Linked DNA regions of Mus musculus: region 2 is linked to region 1. The links are chromatin contacts, called in public Hi-C maps. All regions are on one chromosome and are shown on one strand. Each heading gives the region's core, a stretch centred on a gene start, on an enhancer-like site or on the middle of the called end of the contact. The rest is flanking DNA. Distances are from core to core; before and after follow the strand shown. Region 1 overlaps Hibch (3-hydroxyisobutyryl-Coenzyme A hydrolase). Region 2 overlaps 1700019D03Rik (RIKEN cDNA 1700019D03 gene).

Region 1 (6,054 bases), core at 490-2,989:
ACAAAATTGGACATAGTACTACCAGAAGATCCAGCAATTCCTCTCCTGGGCATATACCCAGAAGATGTTCCAATTTGTAATAAGGACACATGCTCCACTATGTTCACAGCAGCCTTATTTATAATAGCCAGAAGCTGGAAAGAACCCAGATGTCCCTCAACAGAGGAACGTATACAGAAAATGTGGTACATTTACACAATAGAGTACTACTTAGCTATTAAAAACAATGAATTTATGAAATTCTTAGGCAAATGGATGCATCTGGAGAATATCATCCTTAGTGAGGTAACCCAATCACAAAAGAACTCACATGATATGCACTCACTGATAAGTGGATATTAGCCCAGAAACTTAGAATACCCAAGATACATTTGCAAAACACATGAAACTCAAGAAGAAGGAATACCAAAGGGTGAATACTTCGTCCCTCCTTAGAATGGGGAACAAAATACCCATGTAAGTGCCACAGACTATCCCCTTTTTGGGTCTCTTATCTGCGTGGAATGGGTCTCTGGTTGCAGGTGGTCAAGGAGTGACAAACAGAAGCGACACACAAGATTGTGTAGAATCTGAATGTAATTTGTCAAATCGAGCATCAAACTTTTTATATAGAAGAAAATAGGGAAGTTGGGTGACACACCAGCAAGGTACAAAGAGGTTACTGGATTCTTACACAAAACAGAGGAATGCAAACACGGAAGCACTAGCAGGAACCAACTGGGATAAAATTCAATGTTAACAACTGGAATCAAAAACAGCTCCACCTAAGGTCCACTTAATGTTAGAAGCCAGGGGCAAGGGCTTCATGCCTAGTTCCTATTCTAGTCTATTGTAAAGTCCACCTTCCCCTTAGGCCATTGTAAATACTTGTGTATGGGTGTAGCGCAACTATCTACGGTTCTAAGTATCTACTCTGGTTCCTCTTTAGGTCACAAACTTCCTTCTTCCTAGATAATGGTAAATTTCTGTGTAGGGCAGTGACTTAGCTATCCATGCCCAAGGTCTGATCAAGGACTGCCTAGAATCTAACTTAGCTATAAGTCAAAATATCAATCCTTAGGAGCACTTGTAATAAAGCAATATTAAGGGAAAGCACACAGATCTGTTTACCAACTAAAGCAAGGACATTGGAGCATTCTTTATACAGGATGCTAGGAGACTAAGTTTCTGTGAACTTTTCGCCTCAGGACAGCACCCAGGTTTTAGGGCCTGTCGCACTTGTCACTACTGGAGTGGATATAGCATGCAAGGAGTTAATATCTTATTTCTAAGTGGATTGAATCAACTAATCTACAACATAGCCTTTCCTAGAGCTCCTTGGACTATGAAATACTCTTAAATCTTGTAGTTTGTTACAAATTTCAAATTCTACATTAAGTGCTTAGAAAATGGAGAGAGCAAATAATCTTACTATATAGTAGCTATTGATATCTTGACTAAAATAGCATCTGGCCTGAGCTTTGACCGAAATGAGGGAGGTGAGAATTCTGGGTAGGACAATGTTAAGTACTAACCATAAACATAAGTATCTGGAAATACTAAGATGGTAAACATGAGTGAAACAAAGGCTGGACAAGAAAATGTACAATAGGAGTACAGACAGACAAGCAGCAAGGCCAGGTCACAAAGCTTCAGGTTTGCACGTTCTTTTTTTTTTTTTTCCTATTAAAGGTGTATTGATTTTATTACTATTGGTGCACTGTCACTGTGTTCAGACAGCCACAATAGAGCAGCGAAAACCACCTCAGAGCATTGAGAGCCACCATGCAGTTGCTGGGATTTAAACCCGGGACCTTTAGAACTGCAGTCAGGGATGTTAACTGCTGAGCCATCACTCCAGCACAGGTTTGCATGTTCTGAATTGGAAAGATGCTGTCTACACACTGGCTTAGGGTCTCACACAGGACTACTTCATCAGCATTCCCGTAACTACAGAACTGACAGCTGTCTTCAATGTATAGACTGTCATTTAGAAGCAGATTAGATACACTGATATATATCTGTATGAATGGTACCCTAATGCTCTAAGAGCTTCAGCATCACTGTTTAAAAAGGTCACTGAGGGGCTGGAGAGTTGGCTCAGTGGTTAAGAGCATGGACTACTCTTCCAGAGGTCCTGAGTTCAATTCCCAGCAACCACATGGTGGCTCACAACCATCTGTAATGAGATCTGATGCCCTCTTCTGGTGTGTCTGAAGACAGCAACAGTGTACTCATATGCATAAAATAAATAAATCTAAAGATGTGTGCCACTACCCCTGGCCATGTCAAATATTTTAAAAACAAAAAAGTGAAATAAAAAGGTCATTGAAACTAAAACTGGGAGGCTACAAAAGAGCTATGCTATGTGAAGTAAGCACTGTGCCTGTAAGGACATGACTCTTAACTACCCAGCAGCTTTGTATGATTCAGACACACATACACAACTGCCAGCGCTCATAACACCACCATCTTAGCACCTTCCTTTATCTACAGACAATATTTTAAACCTCACACAGTCCAAGAGTTGTAATCTCCGTTCCTCCATGACTTGAATTGTTCTTAGGATGTGCTTCCGTGCCTATTTCATATAATAACAGAAATGGGTTTTACTGGGTGTCGTGCCAGAGGAGCAGCAAAACAGCTTTAGAACTCACGGAATGCTGCCCACTGGCTAGCACAGTCATGATGTGTGCGCCTTGGAGAGGCAGAGCCCTGAGGACTATGTGCCCTGAGGAGGACTTCCTGCTCTTGTGGAGTTTTTCTCTCCTTGTTGCCTTCCTGGTCATCAGAATCTTTATCATCTATGAGCTGTATGAAGACTATAAGGGGTTTCCATCTCCTCACTGGGTAGTGTTATTGGCACTTACAATAATAGTGATTGCTATTTTCCGAGTATTGCTAGTGGAGCCGATTAGTCATTCAACCACCACCCTTAGAAAAAAATGCAGAGATGTAGATTGCTAGTAAAGGTAGGTTAATAGGCTCCTTTAATGGTTTTGATATAGAAAACTTGGGGAACAATTTAAAAATTCAGAAAAGCACACTTTTGATAATCGAGCAAGGGATTTTTTTTTTTTTTTTTTTTTTTTTTTTTTTTTGAGGACAGGGAATAAGGACAATGGCAGCCCGGCCAGTACTAGCAGACGGGCTGATGATGAAGGTGATGATTCATTTCTTGAACCCATTTTTGCCCTTGGCTTCCTGATTTTTTTTTTTATGTTGAATGTGCACACTCTGGGGATTTAAAGTAGAAATGACTGTTTTTTCATATAAAAGTTTAGATTTATGATCTTTGAAGAATTTTTTTATAAGATTACTTTTTAAGATAAATACTAAGATGAATTACCCTTTCTTTATAACCTCGAATTGCTGCCTGCCAGTAAAAGAAACTGGCTGAGAAAAATAATGTTGCTTGCTTACACTTTGTGAATCTGTAACAAGTTGCTTAGACATGAATGGATGTGGGTTTTTTGAAATATTAGTTTTTCACTTGTAATATGGAAAATGTTTAATCATGTAAGGGCATTGAGGAATGTGATATGTGTGTGTTTATATACATACATATATATTCATTATACTCATTCACTTAAAAGAAAAATAGAAGGTAACCACATTGTATATTTTATATTGCTTGAAAGATTTTGCTAGTATATATAAGTTGTGGGAGAAAAAATAAAGTTGTTGGAGCTTGTTGAAACCTTGCTTCATCCACTGTGTGCGTGTGTGTGTGTGTGTGTGTGTGTGTGTGTGTGTGTGTGTGTGTTTGCCTCCCTTTTCATCAGCCCCAGAGAATTAAATTTTGCTCCCTTGCTCTGCACTGGCCCCAGAGAGTTTGTCACCAGTCCCAGAGAATTAAGTTTTACTCCCTTAGAGAAAAATTTGCTAAATGGTTGACCTCTGACTCCAAACCCCTCCTCAATAAACCTGACCAATCAAAGCTTCAGCCGGTTATTAATTTAGACATCCATCATCTCACCCTTTATTATTCAGAATGATGTCTCCAACCATGAGTTGTCTTCTTGTCTACAACTTAAACCCAAGTGAACTTTATTCATATGACCTTGCTTCCCACTTACAATTGCCCTCAGAACATAAACTGTCTGATGCTCTGAATACAATTGGCTATTTTTAGGCTCCACTCTCCCAGGTTCACCCTACAAAATATAGTGGCAACACATAAGAACAGGGTATAGTATAAAATTAGAAGTCATAGAGGCTGGAGAGATGGCTCAGTTGTTAAGAATGTATACTGTTCTTATACAATTCCTCATAAGTGCCTACACCTCCAACTCTAGGGGAATCTGCCACTGTGCACACCTGCATTCACATACACAGACACACATAGACATAATTAAAAATGGTAAGATGGATCCTAAACATAAACTAAAATTGGAAGTCAGTTTAAATGTTAAAACTGCAGCACAGTGATGAAGTGCTTGCCTAGCATATGAGAACTCCTCGATTCAATCCTCACGACTGCAAATATTTAAAAACAAGTGAATTTAAATTTTTACTTGGAATATGCCAATTAAAATCATACAGCACACATATACTTAATACCTAATAAAATATAGAGAACTATACTTTGACAGCATTAAACCTGTTTACATTTTCCTTTGTAAATCATGTGTATATAATTCTTATGACGATTCATTACCAGATAAAAGTGATAGGCACTTAGGAGAGCTTTAAGAAAGTCTATTGATAGCAAACACATAAGTGGATGCTCACAGTCAGCTATTGGATGGATCACGGGGCCCCCAATGGAGGAGCTAGAGAAAGTACCCAAGGAGCTAAAGAGATCTGCAACCCTGGAAGTGGAACAACAATATGGACTAACCAGTACCCCGGAGCTCTTGACTCTAGCTGCATATGTATCAAAAGATGGCCTAGTCGGCCATCACTGGAAAGAGAGGCCCATTGGACACACAAACTGTATATGCCCCAGTACAGGGGAATGCCAGGGCCAAAAAAAATGGGAATGGGTGGGTTGGGTGCTTTGTCTACATGTATGTCTTTGCACCAAATTCTTACAGTACCCACAGAGACCATAAGAGGGCATCAGATACACTGGAACTGAACTTACATATGGTTGTGACCCATCAGTCCTAGGAAATGAACCCCAGTCTTCTACAAGAGCAGCCAGTATCTTAACCACTGTTAAGCTATTTCTCCAGGCCACATGCTAAATATTTAGAATTAACATTTAGGAGCTCTATATGGTAAATACTATCCTCATCATATATACAGATATATACATAGATACAGTAGAGATATAAATAGATGATAGATATGATATGATATATATCAAAAGGCAAGCTACTAAAAACTAAGAATTTATTCAAGATTAAGTTGCACACTCAATATTTAAAACCGAGACAGTACGATTTACCTGCATTCATTATAGAAGCCTTACAACACAGTGTAGGAAGTGGCAAATGGTTAGGAGATTGACAACAGTGTTAGGGGACCAGGGAAACCTGCCAACCCAGTGTTGACTATTCCCCTAATGGTGACACTCTTAAGCTGTACCATAGACTATCGATCCCAACAAAAGAAACTGCAAACGTACCAGATGTTGCAGAATAACGCTGGCTCTTCTGAAGGAGCTGACCCTGAAACAGATGTAGAGAAGCACAGTAACAGGTTACTATATCTCAATGTACAAACTCTACACAGCCTCAAAGCCTCTTCTAAAGGTTACTGGAACAAATCCTTGAAAATCAGATTTAAAACTCATTCACTGTTGACAGGCACAGCAATGAAATGATGCATCCATTTTTAAATGACTTTGATTTCTTCCAAAATTTCACCCTCCTCCCATGTGTTTTGGGAACTTTCTTGGGGATGGAAACAAATGCCAACCACCTACTTAAAGGACATCAAAAATAAACCAAAATAATTCCATTAATGCAACCTGGAGAACCAAAACTCATGTCGGGGTTACATTACAGAGCATGTATGAGGGTTACTTACAGAGCATGTATGAGGGTTACTTACAGAGCATGTATGAGGGTTACTAACAGAGCATGTATGAGGGTTACTTACAGAGCATGTATGAGGGTTACTAAC
Region 2 (6,400 bases), core at 324-2,823, 81 kb before region 1:
GCGCACCCTCTCACCTGTTCAGACTAATTCCCTAAGTTCGGCGGTCCCGGACCAAGATGGCGACCACTGCTGCTGTGGCTTAGGTCGCCTCCCCAGCCGGGCGGGCACCTGTCCTCTGGTCCGGAAGGTGGCCGGCTGTCCCCGGCCCACACAGGGTGCTGCCTCAGCGCCTCTGTGCTTCTGCCTGTTCCAGAAGCTGTCAGGTTCTCTGGCGCACCCTCTCACCTGTTCAGACTAATTTCCTAAGTTCGGCGGGTCCCGGACCAAGATGGCGACCGCTGCTGCTGTGGCTTAGGCCGCCTCCCCAGCCGGGTGGGCACCTGTCCTCTGGTCCGGAAGGTGGCCGGCTGTCCCCGGCCCACACAGGGTGCTGCCTCAGCGCCTCTGTGCTTCCGCCTGTTCCAGAAGCTGTCAGGTTCTCTGGCGCACCCTCTCACCTGTTCAGACTAATTTCCTAAGTTCGGCGGGTCCCGGACCAAGATGGCGACCGCTGCTGCTGTGGCTTAGGTCGCCTCCCCACATTTTTTTTTTTTTAATTGCTGAATACTATACTGTAGTTGTCCAGTGGCCATGGAGAACTGGGTATACCTGGAAGAAGAGCTGGGGATGGAATAGAATGGGTGGACAGGAGAAATAACAAGCTAAGACAAAGTTTCTCTGATCATGGCTCAATGTTTAATTTTTTAACCCTGAATTTATAGGGGGAAAACCCAAAAGCCCATCCTTTGTTCTGGCTGGATTCTGTTGCTTTGTCTCAGCTGGATTCTGTTGCAAAACTAGTTCTTTAGCAGTTCTTCAGATGGGCGGTTCCTTAGGTCTCAGGCAGGAAGATGTAAATGTAGGTAGGCTGGCTCCAGCATTGGAGACTTGTTTAGCCAACTCAAGACTGGGGGAAGGGCACAGTTCCCTTTTTTTTTATTTTTTAAACTGGACAGGAAGCACAAGATTTACTTATGCTCTGATCCTGTCTGGGAAATATGGTGGCTGGCAACTGGAGCCTGGCTTAGGTCTGAATCTATATCACTCCTTTTTACCCATCTTTAAGAACATGCACAGCTTGTTTGTGTTTATTTAAACAAACACAGCCTTTTGGCGCCAACTCTGTCCTAAGTTGATAGGAGCTCAAGAACCACAGTTGCTAGTAGTCTCTGGCTACTAGCCTTCATTAGCACACCTTCTTCCCATTCAGCCCAAAGCCCCAAAGGACATATGAATATGCATCCAATGTATTTCTTCATAGTGATGAATAACTGCCATGGTGGATAACTACATTTTTAGTTGCTTCTCTACTTGCAAAAATTGATTAAGTATAAGCCCTAAGAAATTAACACCATTCATGGTACAGGTAGAAACTGAGGACACTGAGAACAAGTCTTTACAATTTGATATGCACATTCTCTAAAAATATCAGATTATTGTCTCAAGCCATTACTATTTTGATGATGTAAAGAATTAGATTATATGGCCAATTGTTCTTGTGTAAGGCCTTCAATCTGCCTTGGGTACTGTTACGCTCTCTGGTCGAGTCAGCTGGACAAGCCGAAAGGCTTAAAAGTCACTCATGAGGCAAAAGAGTTTCAAGGAAACTCTCCTCCTGGAGTCTAGCATTCCCTACCCATACATTAATTTTCCATTCCCGCGTTAGTCTAGTGTATGGATCCACGTGCTCTCTTTGAGTATTTTCCTATTATAAGTGCTTTTTAAAATTGAATTCTGACATGGCTAAAGCCTTCCGCCAGTGTTCCAACAGTCCTAGAAATGTCCTTGAGCAAGATCATGGTCTTGGAATTCAGTAAGATTGTAAAAGCTAAGTCACTCCTTACACAGGAATTTACCATCACTAAGGAAGAAGGAAGTTTCAGACCAAAGGAGAAACCAAAATAGATGCTTAGAACTGTAGCAGAGTTACACCCATACACTCGTATTTACAATGGCCTAAGGGGAAGGTGGACTATACAAGAGACTAAAATAGAAACTATGGCAAGGGCGCGAAGCCCTTGACCCTGGCTTCTAAGATTAGTGAATCTTAGGTGGAACCCTTGTTGATCCCAGCTGTTATCAATGAATTCTATCCCAGGTGGTTCCTGTTAGACCTTTTGTGTTTGCATTCCTCTGTTTTATGTAAGATTCCGGTTACCTCAATTGTACCTTGCGAATATGTCACCCAACTTCCTTATTGTCCTCTGCATAAAAAGTCTGATGCTCGAGTTGTAAAATTACACTCAGATTCTACACGAACTCTCCTGTGTGTGTCTGTTTGTCGCTCATCCACGCTTTGCCCACCCGCGTGGAGAGACCCTGTTCCACGCAGACACAGGGACCCAGAGGGTCTGCGGCAGGGTACAAATCTGCTGTGGCATTGCCACAAGGGATCTGGTCCAGGCAGTTCAGGATGAACTCTTAAATGTCCAAAGACAGTCCTTTAAAGGAACAGTACTTTCTCTTAACTTGAGTTGTTTATGCATAAACAATTGTAAAATTTGAGAATTAGCAGTGTCTAAAAAAGGAATAATTTTAAGCAATTGTAAGCAATATATATATTGGCTATCAATATACAAATTAAAGCTTGATTTTTCAACACTTTAAAAACAGTGGTTACAGCATGTAGCTTGATTATTTGTGCTATAGTAGACGGAAACTCGTGAGAATAAACATGTGATCCAATCACATATACTTCTCTCCCATAGAAGGGCTGTTTATAAATACAGTAGATGCATTCTTTATGGGATGCATGCATAAATTTACAGGAAATACAAAAGCATACTTAGAATGTTTAGTCAGGTTCTTAAGACATTCTTTCCAAAATACTTTCATGATTCTATCCTATAATTCTTTATTCATCCCACAACAGCTTCATAATAAGATGTTAAAGCTTTATTTGGAAATGAAGAAAGAATAATCTACATTAATGCTCTTTTTTTGCCAAAGAATTGCTGTGGGCACATTGAGTAACAATAACATAAATAGCCAACAATTGATTATAGCAGCTTCTTCTACATTCTTTAAAGCTATTCATCCCTCACCAGTTAATTCACATCCCCCTTGATAACATCCAACAAATGCTGAAGTCCTCCTGTGGGGAGCTAAAGGTGAGCTCTTAGCCAATTAACATCTCCTGGAAGCTTTTGAAAACAATTTGAAGTAAGCAAATCATCTTTTCTTTCTTGAATTTTCTGTGCCATGATTTTTCTAGGATATAACTAAGGCCCCAAATATTGAAAAGGATATTGCTCTGAATCTTTTCTGGAGCAACAACTACTCCAAAAATTTTAAAGCTCATTGTATAAGAACAAATGTTTGTAGTAAGATTCCCCTTCAGAGGGATTAGCTAATAAAATATCCATATAATGAATATTATACTCTGAAGGATTCAAACTTATTGTATTGAAGCAGAAACAATCTTTTTTTTTTTAACATAATGTAAGGCTATTGGCTATTCCCAGAGGCAAAACTTTCCAATGATTATAAGCTCACTAGAAGCAAACCCTTTACAACTATCAGGATAGGCCAATACTCTATGACCAGGACATGCAGAACATATTTATACCTTTAAGACCAGTCAGAAACAAAATGAAGGGGCTATATGTTTAGACCAAACAAAATTTTTACGTTTTCTAGATATAATTTCAAGAGAAAAAGCACTTTGTCATTTGCTGAACCCAATAATCACAATTGCAGAGATTTTTCTAGGAAAAAAAACAAAAAACAAACCTATCAGCTTATTTGCCTTAGAACTTGAGGCCCTCTTTAAAAGCAGCTTTTCATCAGAGCTTCTGCCATGCTTCCTCCTGGCTAAGAGTGGAGGGCAACTTAAATCAGCCTCTGCTGTGCAGACTGAGACTGAATCAAGAGATGGAAAGCCAGCTGATAAAGTTTTAACCATTTTTTCTTTTCAACATGAAACTTACAACAACAGTCATTCAGACAATACAACAAAAACAGATACAAACTGACACATGGACAGATTGGTGTACCAAAGACAGATAATACAAAGAGGGAAGAGAACTTGATGTAAACAGAACTAAGGATGTCTCCTGTAGGGGCCAGAGAAGAAGCAGGGCATCTCCCAATTTCCTCCTGTCCCTAGGAGAGTTCTGAAATTCCTTTTCCTTCTCTCTTACATCAGCCAACCTAACCCAGGCTGGTCTTTTTTTAAATTCATTTTTATTTATTTATTTTTTTAGAATTATTTATTTCATGTATGTGGGTACACTGTTGCTGTCTCCAGACACACCAGAAGAGGGCATCAGATCCCCATTACAGATGGTTGTGAGCTACCATGTGATTGCCGGGAATTGAACTCAGGACCTTTGGAAGAGCAGTCAGTGCTCTTAATCACTGACCATTTCTCCAGCCTCTCTCTCTCTCTCTCTCTCTCTCTCTCTCTCTCTCTCTCTCTCATGTCATTTGTATATCTAGCATCTCCTTTTTTGTTGTTGTTTTTTACTTATTTTATTTTATTTTATGCCCTACTCCTCTCACCTGATGCAGTTCTTGACTGCAGACAATTGCCTGTATAGAACCCCTCATACCAATGTGCTGTCACTGCTAGCTGATATCAGTGTTGGGCCGACTCTGACTCAGACTAGCCTGTATCCTTTTTGCACCCTTGCAATAAACAGCCTTCAAAAAATTAAATTTATAGTGCTAACATTAATGCTGTATGTTGCTTACCACCGTGCGGGATACAGAACTTCTACTGTTTTCTGTGGAACTCCACTGAAGACAGCGTCCCTCAGTTGGTCTCTCTGTGTCCAACCCCATGTTGGGCACCAACTGTAGCCATCCAGTGACCATGGAGAACCAGATATACATGGAAAAAGAGCTGGGAATGGAGTAGAATGGGCGGACAAGAAAAATAACCAGCCAAAACAAAGTTTCTGATCAGGACTCAAATATTAATTTTTCAACTCTGCTTTTATATAGGCAAACCCCAAAAGCCCATCTTTATTTTGGCTGGATTCTGTTGCAAAACAGGCTCTTCAGCAGTAGCTCATCAGGTGGACAGTCCCTTAGGTCTCAGGCAGGAAGACGTAAATTTAGGGAAGCTGGCTCCAGCATTGGAGACTTGTTTAGCCAACTCAAGGCTGGGGGAAGGGCACACTACCGTGACCTAGATGGACCACAGTGTATCCATTCATCAACTGAAGGGCGTCCTAATTGTTTCTAATCAGTTATGAAAAAAACATTGGAGAATTTTATTCTCCGAAGAATTTTATGTGGACCTACAGTTTCAGCTTCTTTGGATGAATGCCAAGGAGTGAAATTATTGGGTCCTGTAGTAGGAGTGTGTTTACTATGTGAGAAAGTGCTAAACTGTCATGTAAAGTGATGACATCGTTTTATAGTTGCACCTGCACTGCACAGGATTCTGTTGCATATCTCTGCTCCCATCTGGTGCTGTTTGGACTGATCACTCTTCTACTGCATCTCAGTGCTCTTCTGACTTGCAGTTCCCTAGTGATGACATCCTTACATGTTGACCTGCCTTCTGTACGTCTTACTCTGCGTCTAACTTGGAATGGTGATATTTTGCACATTTTGATCAGACTGTTCAGTTTTTTTTTTTAAATTGAGTTTTAAAAGTTCTTTGCATATTTGGATTGCAGTTCTTAATCAAAGCCTTTACACTGTTTTCTCCAAGTCTATAGCTAGTCTTCTAATTTTATTAAAGTGTCTTTAAAGAGCAGAGCTTTTGATTCCAATGAGGTCAAAGATATTTAATGGGTCATGCCTTTCATGTTAGACCTTAGAAACCTAAAGCTATATATAGGTTTGTTTGCTTGTTTGTTTGTTTGTTTGTTTTTATGCTGTGATAGGCATGTTACGTTTTAAGTCAGCAAAAATTTTTATTTTTATTTTATTTTTTGTATGTGTATATTTGTTTCTTAGATCATTTGTTTCAGACTGCTTTCTCCATTTTTCTGCCTTGGCCCCAAATTAGTTAGCTATATTTGCTCAATTTGTATTTTATTTATCTACTTATTTTTATTTATCTATCTGGAGAAAACTATTTTTTCATCTCTGAGTGGTTATCAGTGGAGATAGCTTCTCTGCTAGCATGGGGTCTTGTATCTACTTCTCTCAGCATTGACACCCTGTCTGGCACAGACCTGTTGCAGGCCAGGTGCATGTTTTCATAGTCTCTGTGAGTTCATATGTACACCAGTCAGTCATGCTGTGTTTAGAAGGCCTTGTTTCTTGGGATTTCAGTTTTTGACTAATGATAATTTGTTTGAAACTAGGAATTTTAGTCTGTTTCTTCTGAGTGATTTTTTTATGTGGAAGGTGTCCAGCTATCTTTGCTTTAGGTGTCCTTTTGAATTTATGGTGCTGGAGGTTGAACTGAATAGTGGAGACTCTAACATGAAGCTGTTCCTCTGGCTCTTTCTTTATATAC

What was found. A called contact is a pair of places that touch in the nucleus more often than the background predicts.
Region 2: a contact with region 1 is called in a Hi-C map of 8-cell embryo, with 2.9 times the contacts expected there. The contact joins two enhancer-like sites. A contact is called at or near these places in 1 of 39 promoter capture datasets (embryonic stem cells), 4 of 484 Hi-C or Micro-C datasets (8-cell embryo, the G1E-ER4 cell line, cerebral cortex and 1 more) and 1 of 9 other capture datasets (embryonic stem cells).

The regions. Positions count from the first base shown.
Region 1 is chr1:52,853,211-52,859,264 of GRCm38.p6, reverse strand. It overlaps Hibch (3-hydroxyisobutyryl-Coenzyme A hydrolase), which reads right to left. Exons shown (of 14, transcript NM_146108.2): 2 at 5,555-5,597. Among named protein-coding and RNA genes, the nearest start is that of Hibch, 11 kb to the right of the region's middle. Within about 2 kb of position 1,739, at least 21 of the 459 cell types and tissues checked have an H3K27ac peak or open chromatin away from gene starts, as enhancers often do. A contact at or near this core is called in 8-cell embryo, where this site is marked.
Region 2 is chr1:52,933,629-52,940,028 of GRCm38.p6, reverse strand. All of the region lies in intron 1 of 1700019D03Rik (RIKEN cDNA 1700019D03 gene), which reads left to right. Among named protein-coding and RNA genes, the nearest start is that of 1700019D03Rik, 16 kb to the left of the region's middle. Within about 2 kb of position 1,573, at least 1 of the 459 cell types and tissues checked has an H3K27ac peak or open chromatin away from gene starts, as enhancers often do. A contact at or near this core is called in 8-cell embryo, where this site is marked.